3 separate regions of the Rattus norvegicus genome follow, and all the other regions are linked to region 1. A link is a contact called in public Hi-C data. All regions are on one chromosome and are shown on one strand. Each heading gives the region's core, a stretch centred on a gene start, on an enhancer-like site or on the middle of the called end of the contact. The rest is flanking DNA. Distances are from core to core; before and after follow the strand shown.

Region 1 (2,589 bases), core at 59-2,558:
ACCATGTATGCTGTTTGCTCACCACCAGCTAAGGGCCTCTTCTCACAAAAGTCACCAACTTCCAGTTCTGGTACAGTGCAGACATGCATACCCCGAGACACACACACGCACACAACACACACACACACACACACACACACACACACACACACACACACACACACACCACTCAAAGAGATCAGCCCACCTTCTCATTGCCTTGCAAGAAAGTAGCTTTGTAGGAGGGCCATTTGACAAGTAAGTCATTTTCTGGGCTCTATTAATAACTCCCTGTGAGCAGGTGTGCTGAGGGTCTGGTCAGAGGTGTGGGCCGCCAGGCCTCGAAGTAAACAGGAAAGAGCTTGGCGCCTCCGTGAAGCAACTGCCTATTCTTCTTTTTAATTTTTTCTTTACTCCTCCACCCCACCCAATCTCCCCACGAGTCAATTTACTACGTTTAAAGATATTCATTGAGAAGCTCTCCTAAGAGATTGCAGCAAATCTTCGAAGTTTCTACATGAACTGATTGCTTCAGAGTTTTAACTTTAGCCAACACTTGCATGCACACAAAAGTCATCCTGCTAGCGATAACGAAACATGCCACTTTGTTCTAACTTCAGGTACATAAAATTTCCAGGAACATATACTGTTAAATTTGCATGGGCAGTTTTAACCTCATTAGCTCCCCACACCCTAACATTGCCTCCTCTCACAGAACTACCAATCCCTAAAGGAAGGACACACAGCACTAATTAAGTTGGACACACAGCGCTAATTAAGTACTCTAAAGTCTGCTTGGTAATTGATCAACGCGATATCAAATGAAGGGAGGGGGGACCTAGAGACATTGAAGTCATTTCTATGACAAAAGCTTACGAAACTCCACATTTCCCCACTCTAATGCTGCAAAGTCCACTCTCAGGCAATGGAAACCATTGGCGTGATGCCTGATAATTTCGTCTATAGGATTTCCCAAAATAAGCGTCTCCCCTTTTCTCTGTTCTGATGAACCGCAGCTTCTCCAGCGGCCCTCCCTCAGTCTTTCCTATAATTTGGAAATTAATCTTTTTCAAACTTCATAAACTCCGTGCCCCAAGAAGAAGTCAGTCAAGATGGGCTCCGTAGCATCCTGGTGATGCCTGGGTTTGGTTTGCTTTGGTTTGGTTTCCCTAAAGTTTTTGTTTGTTTAGTTCGGGTTTAAAGGTTCTTCCTCGACACCTGGACGCCCTGCAGCCCGCGCCAAAGCCTGCGAGGCTCACAACCCCCTACCTCGCTCAAGCGGGACGAAGCTGCGTCCGCCGGGCTCCGGGTCTACACCGCGCGATCCGCATCTTGCTGCTGTCGGCGACTGACGGAGACCAGCACACTCACAAAGTTCTCAGAGCTGGGATCCCCTCCCTCCTCGGCGGTGCACTCCAATAGCCAGCCCTGCCTGAGCTGCCCGCTGCAAGGCGAAGTCTCTGAGCGCCCCGCCGAGGCTGGGTGACTCCTCTAGGAAGGGAGTGGGAGGGGTTAATGCCTTTAACTCCTCCGCGCTCTGCCAGCGGCAGGGGGCCCCTCCGGGTCCAGGCTGCTGAGAAGCAGCCTCCCAGAAAGATCTGGGGCAGAGTGACTGAAATAAGACGAAATGAATAGGAACCCCTCCGCCCCAACCAGTAGAGAAGGGGCGGAGCCTGGCAGCCCCTAAATTCTAATTCACAAATCACGCCTCTAGCCAGCTACCCGCAGTCTCCGGCGCGGGACAAGACTCCAAAACTAGACAGGAAGATCCCTGGGAAAACTTTTCTTCGTTTAAAATCTTAGAGGACAGAGGACAGAGGACAAGCCTGTGTCTCGTAGAGGATCTTCCTGGCCCCCGATCCCATAGCTCTGAGGATCGGTGTAATCAGAATGGACCGGTGTCCTGGGGTCCACTTCCACGAGGTCAGGGGAAACCCGAGCCACTGCCCAGAGAGTCGCCGCCAAGCCACCGGGAGGAGATCCTGAGAAGGGACTGCGAGAGAGGGAGGTCCGAGGCAAGCAGCCTCCAGGCACAGAAAAGCTGCAGTTCTCCTCCTCCTCCCCCTCCAGTCCGATCCTGGTGAAGCCTTGAAACTTGCGGTCTGGTGGGCAGAAAGTGGCTTTCCCCGGGTGCACGGTGAAGTGGGCCAGTGCTGTGCTTGGTGTAGAGCGGGGGTTCCCCTCGCTCAGCTGAGCGCAAAGCCAGGCGGTGTGCCCCAGATTCTGGGAAGCGTAGAGGCCTTTGAGGAGGTGGGCTGTTGCCCTGGCCTCAGAGATTTAAACAATCAGGCAGTCCAGGAATTTCAACAAGGAAAAGGACTGCCTGGCTTTTCATAGGCCAGCGCCTACAGCCCCTAGGTTAAAGCTGGATGACTCTTCTCTCCCTGTCTACTTGAGAGATAGCTAAGAGACCCCCAAATCTAAAGAGTCGTACCTGGCCCACATTTTTTCTGTTGCTAGATTGAGGCTAAAGTGGCCTTGGTCAGATTTGTTTGAGTAACAGACTCGGGGCCTTTATGCCTTGTCTGCTCTAGTGTTAAAAAGAGGTTCCACCCAAGTCCCCTGGTCGAACTGCCTTCCCACCCTGAGCAGATGTGATCACAAAACTTC
Region 2 (2,589 bases), core at 36-2,535, 250 kb after region 1:
ACACACTTTCTAGGTTTTAGCCATAGCCATCAGTAGCACTCTCATGCGGCTAAGTCACTCAGGCCTGGCTTCTGCTAGTGCTAACATGCTTCTACACTTCACTTTTCTGGCTCAAAGCCATTGGCAGTTTCTCCAGGTCTAAAACATAAGATACAATTCCAAGTGTATCTTTTTCCACTTTGGATAATGGCAATGCCACTGTCAAGAGATGGATGGAAGGAAGGGAGGGAGGGAGGGAGGGAGGGAGGGAGGGAGGGAGGGAGGGAGGGAGGAAGGGCGACTGCATTTGTCCAAATGTCTCTTTGGATCTCTGGCAATGATCTCATGGTTTTCTCTCTCCATTGTTTATTTGATGAATAATATGTGTAAACTCTGTAATACTGAATTACCTTTGCATTCTTAGAATGAACACAAATTGTACATGATTTCCAGAATACTTTTTGACAATGGCACTGAATGTTCCAAATTATAATAAATCTGCAATTGAATAAATATCGGTTAATTCCTAACCTCTGTAGCTTGAAAATCATTCCACAAACTACAAATCTGAGGCCTCAGGGATGGATTCACCAATCATTTCGATGGCTTTGACAAACACTGAAGAATGATGCCATTCCGTTGATTTATTTTAAGGAACCAGAACCACACTACTGCAAGACAAATCACACCCTGCACAAGGACACTCAGTGGAAGAGTGAAAGCAGGCAGAGACCCTGAGGAAGTGCTCGGTACCTGTGGTTTTCTGCTCTTTCACCTGTCAACTATTCATTGACAGAACCCTAGCTCTTGTCTAAGTATGGGGCTGGACACTCAAAACAGAAGAGAAAGAAAAGTAAGAGTCACATGCCTTAACGTGACCCTCAGTGAATCACTCAGATATAGAATCCCCCATTCTCAAGTGCGTGGAAAAACCTGTGGCTGGCTCCAACGGAACGGAATACAACGAGTGCAAAGTGAATTTAAGACGCATTTAAGGTTTAAATAAGTTAATTTTTAGTTCGTCAAGGAAAAAACCGTGGGTATGCCTGACTTGATCAGAGCCAAGCCCTTAAGAGAGGGACTAAAGTGTGGGTTGAGGTCAGCTGCTCCCATGCCGATTCTGAAGAAGTAGCCACCATGAGCTCGACAGCTGCAAGTTCAGGATTTCTGCTGACAACCACATAAGCTTGCAAGATGACCCTGAGCCTCGGAGGAGGCTGGAACCCCAGCCAACACATTAGTTACAGCTTTGTGAGGTCTGAGCAGAGAAGGCAGCTGGGCTATGCCCAGAATACTGATCACGGAAACTGTGGGCTAACTGTCCAGGCTGGACAATCCGTGTAGTCAGCTGTCCCCTACAGCTCCCTTCCTATTCCACACTGAAGCCTTCAGCCACTTCACAAAGACAGATCTCGTTCATCCCAAATAATACTGTAGAGAACTACTCCAGGATTTCAGATCTTTGGGCTGGGAAAACGTATGAAATAGTGGCATCTTATAAGCCTTTAATTAGAGCAAAAAAAGTAGGGTAGAGTTTATCCTTCCTCTATAATGCTATAATGAGTCTTATGAAGGAACGGTGGTCAGAAATGAAGAATTCTATATTAGGTTGTCTGGATTTGTGTGTGTGTGTGTGTGTGTGTGTGTGTGTGTGTATGTGTGTGTGTGTGTGTATGTGTGTGTGTGTGTGTGTGTGTGTGTGTGTGTATGTAATTAACAACCTCCTCCATCGCTTAAGGGAAGAGTGAGGCTTCTGTTAAAATAATAGTAAAACTCTGTACTTCTTGCAATGTTATTTATACACAGAGGTTGAAAGGTTTTAATACAGCTTCTAATGCAAAGACTCAATTCTCTCATCTCTGCAGTTCAAATCTAAACAGCCTTTGGCTGCCTTCATTTAAACTGTAATGTCAGATTTGTTTGTTATTTACTAATCTTTGCCCTCTGGTTCTGAAAACCCACTTTACTTTGTAAAGCAATCTATTGTATGTCAATTCCTATTTTCCATGATTAGCCTTGGCTTATAGCATGCTGGAAGTATATCCTATGTTAACAATCCCTGAAAAGGCACTTAATCACATAATCATGAAACTTACAAAGCAACAACAACAACAACAACAACAAAATTCACATTCATGGATGACAGAGCAGAACCGTAACCCAAGCCTTCCAATCCTTAGCTAGGTCTCCAGAATTCAAAACACTGCTGTGAACAAAGTACACCAGTGTCAGGCTGTACTGTCGCGTCTATCCCATGTGACCCTGCCACATACAGCACCACTGTTTTTAGAAAAACGGGGATGATGAACGAATGATAAATTCAGAGGTGTAAGTAGTTAGGAACAGGGAGAGCTCCAGAAGTCTGGGCTTTCAGGAATCCTCGGGCTGACAGGAAACAGGAAGTAGAAGGGGATCATAGATTAGGATACTATGACTGAAGGCACAATGAAGGCAAGCAAGTGCATTTCCCATAATAACAAGCCAAAGTGTCAGTTATGAACAGGACTTCGATGGAAAACAAGAACAGCCTGAAAAACAGGCAAGGGGCTGATAGCAGCTTTCTGACCCTAAGAGATTTATTCTGGAAGCATCAGTAAGTACTCATAGGTT
Region 3 (2,589 bases), core at 52-2,551, 180 kb after region 1:
GGCACCAGAAGCACATACCGTACAGAGACATATGCACAGGGAAATCATTCACACACATGAAATGTAAGAACTTTCAAAAGTATGTTTCTAGTACTTAGATTTAGAAAGATTTTAAAATGCTTATCTGCTATTAGCATATCTTATTTGCTGTCATTCAAAATGTTTTGCACATTTTTTTTCACATTGAGTTTGTTTTCTTGTTGCATTTAAGAACCCATTAGATTTTTAATTCATTTTTAGCGTATCATTAGTGTGTTAGAGTGTGTGGGATACCAGCTTGTGGAGGTCAGGGGAGAATCCTGTGGAGTTTTTCTTCCACCTTTAATTGGGTTCCAGGGATCAAACTCAAGTTGTCAGACTTGTGTGACAAGTTCCTTTACCAGCATCTTGATGGACTTGCTTTGTTTTTTGTTTTATTTTGTTGACAAATCCTTTGTCAAATTTCTTGTTTGCAAACATTTTCTCTCGGTGTATGACTTTAGTCTTTTGAAGGGAGGTTTTATTATTAAAGTACAACTATTTTTCTCTCTTTGAAATATGTCTTTGATATCATACCTAAGATATGGTCAATTGTTTTTGTTGTTGTTTTCTGTTGCTTTCTTCTGTTATAATTTTAGGTCTTTCTATTTACACCACAGTCTATTTTACGTACGTATTTTAATATGGTGCAAAGAATAAATCAATTTAGTGGGAACAGCGAGAATCAGATCTGAAGTGCACCCTTGAAGGAAAAGGCTAGACCTAAGGAAGCAGGAGAAATCTGAATGGCTTGTACACTGTACCAACAGAAGCAATGAACTGTCTTTCCAACTTGGATGAAGTTACCAGCGAATTTAGGAAGAGTCCAGACTTTTCCCTTAGTGGAACTGCTTGTAACCAATCTCTTTATAAGAATCTCTGCAACAACCGTTGAGAGGATTGAAGCACTCTTCCTTTCCTGTTATGCGCTCCCCCACCCCCGCCATAGCATTACTTTCTTTTTATAAATTATCCTTTGGTTAGCATACTAAGTAATGGGCTTCGTTATGACATTTTTCATCCCCATATGTCATCACATTCGTACTTAGTCATCTCTTGAGCACTCTTAAAAGGTCACTCAGGACCCAGGGTGACTAAGGCAGATTCCCTGGGGGCATTTCGGTATCAGATCCCAGGGACAAACCCCTAGTAGGAGTCACAACCTTCCTCCGTGGGAACTTAATAACTACACTCAGTAGGGCTAGCCAACCTGTCTCCTCACCAAGGTGACCTCTGGTTAAATTAAGGCAGATCCACAGAGCCGGGATTCAAAGTTGAGCAAACGCTGGGTCGGTTAAGGAAGTCCCTCTAGCTTTCCTGGCAAGCGTGCATCTGGAGGACGTTTGGGAGCTACCGTCATCGACCCGGACGCCCTTGGGGATGTTTGAGCCCTGTATCGCCGGGAGCGTGGGCACGCTGGGTCCTTTCCAGACACACAGCTGGACCCATTCCTGACCCTTGACCCCTGCTCTAGCGTCTGCAAGTCCGGGCGGGCCTTGGCGGGACGCGATCGCTCGCTGCTGGAACCGCAATCCTCCTGCCAGTCGTAAAGTGCTGTAAAGGGCTCTGCGCTTTACGGCGCCGTAAGTGAAACCCGGAAGATCGGTCCCTGGTGGGCACGTGGTTTTGGGTCTGCAATTACAGAAAGATTGTAGTGAGACTTTGAGGGGCATTAGCGAATCACCTACGAGTCTATAAACGGGTAATTGAAGCACACTTTATCTAGAACAGCCATTCCACTCTTTTGTAAGAGTATGCAGGATATGAATGTCAGACGCACGCGCGGTGCAACTTTGGTTTTTATCTTCATCCCTAGACTTTAGGTCCCTGGTGATAGCTGACGCTTTTTGTTGTTCACTTCGCTCCACAGTCTCCCCCTCCCTGGAGTTCGGAATGCTTTACTTGATCGGCTTGGGCCTGGGAGATGCCAAGGACATCACAGTCAAGGGCCTGGAAGTTGTGAGACGCTGCAGTCGCGTGTATCTGGAAGCCTACACCTCAGTCCTGACTGTAGGGAAGGAAGCCCTGGTACGTGATTAAAGTCCCCAGGCCTCTGGGGAAGACAACTAGCTAGCGATTCTCGTACACTAGACTGCACAGACTCTAAGCGTCTGCTTTTTAGACCCTTTAAAAACACACACCCTGTTCATTACGGTCTGGCTCATTCATACTCGGTGACTTGGGAAACGAAACGGTGGTTTGTCCTACTTTACAAGTCTAATTTTGTGCCTTTCTCCAGTAAGTAAAATTTTTAAGCAAAGGAAAGTTATTTTACACTCTTGGGGATAGTTATCAAATCCGTTATTTCATGAGCTAGCCAGAAATCCTTTCCGAGTTGAGTGCTAATGAGGTGCTGACACAGCTATAATGAGTTGCTTATACATTCAGCAAGCGATCTGAAAGCTTCCGCCTTTGAAGTATTTCCACAGGGAACAGCAATCTCATTTTTGTCTGCAACATATCCAAAGAGACCTTACTTACACTCTCCCAGGAAGGCTGTTATTTCCACATGTACATATAGAGTGACGAAGTAACCAGAAGATTTATTAGTGCATTCTGTACCTTAAGCAG

What was found. Hi-C and Micro-C count contacts between places; a contact is called where the count stands out from the background.
Region 2: a contact with region 1 is called in a Hi-C map of prefrontal cortex, with 2.7 times the contacts expected there. The contact joins the enhancer-like site here to the promoter of S1pr1 in region 1. A contact is called at or near these places in 10 of 12 Hi-C or Micro-C datasets (the A7r5 cell line, the Rat2 cell line, Schwann cells and 6 more) and 1 of 1 datasets of contacts at active chromatin or transcription factors (oligodendrocytes).
Region 3: a contact with region 1 is called in a Hi-C map of Schwann cells, with 5 times the contacts expected there. The contact joins the promoter of Dph5 here to the promoter of S1pr1 in region 1. A contact is called at or near these places in 10 of 12 Hi-C or Micro-C datasets (the A7r5 cell line, the Rat2 cell line, Schwann cells and 6 more) and 1 of 1 datasets of contacts at active chromatin or transcription factors (oligodendrocytes).

The regions. Positions count from the first base shown.
Region 1 is chr2:206,312,762-206,315,350 of GRCr8, forward strand. It overlaps S1pr1 (sphingosine-1-phosphate receptor 1), which reads right to left and starts at 1,309. Exons shown (of 2, transcript NM_017301.2): 1 at 1,249-1,309.
Region 2 is chr2:206,565,381-206,567,969 of GRCr8, forward strand. The region is part of intron 8 of Slc30a7 (solute carrier family 30 member 7); the gene reads right to left. Among named protein-coding and RNA genes, the nearest start is that of Slc30a7, 40 kb to the right of the region's middle. Within about 2 kb of position 1,286, at least 47 of the 93 cell types and tissues checked have an H3K27ac peak or open chromatin away from gene starts, as enhancers often do. A contact at or near this core is called in prefrontal cortex, where this site is marked.
Region 3 is chr2:206,488,255-206,490,843 of GRCr8, forward strand. It overlaps Dph5 (diphthamide biosynthesis 5), which reads left to right and starts at 1,302. Exons shown (of 8, transcript NM_001017449.1): 1 at 1,302-1,601; 2 at 1,889-2,046. The coding sequence starts at 1,912.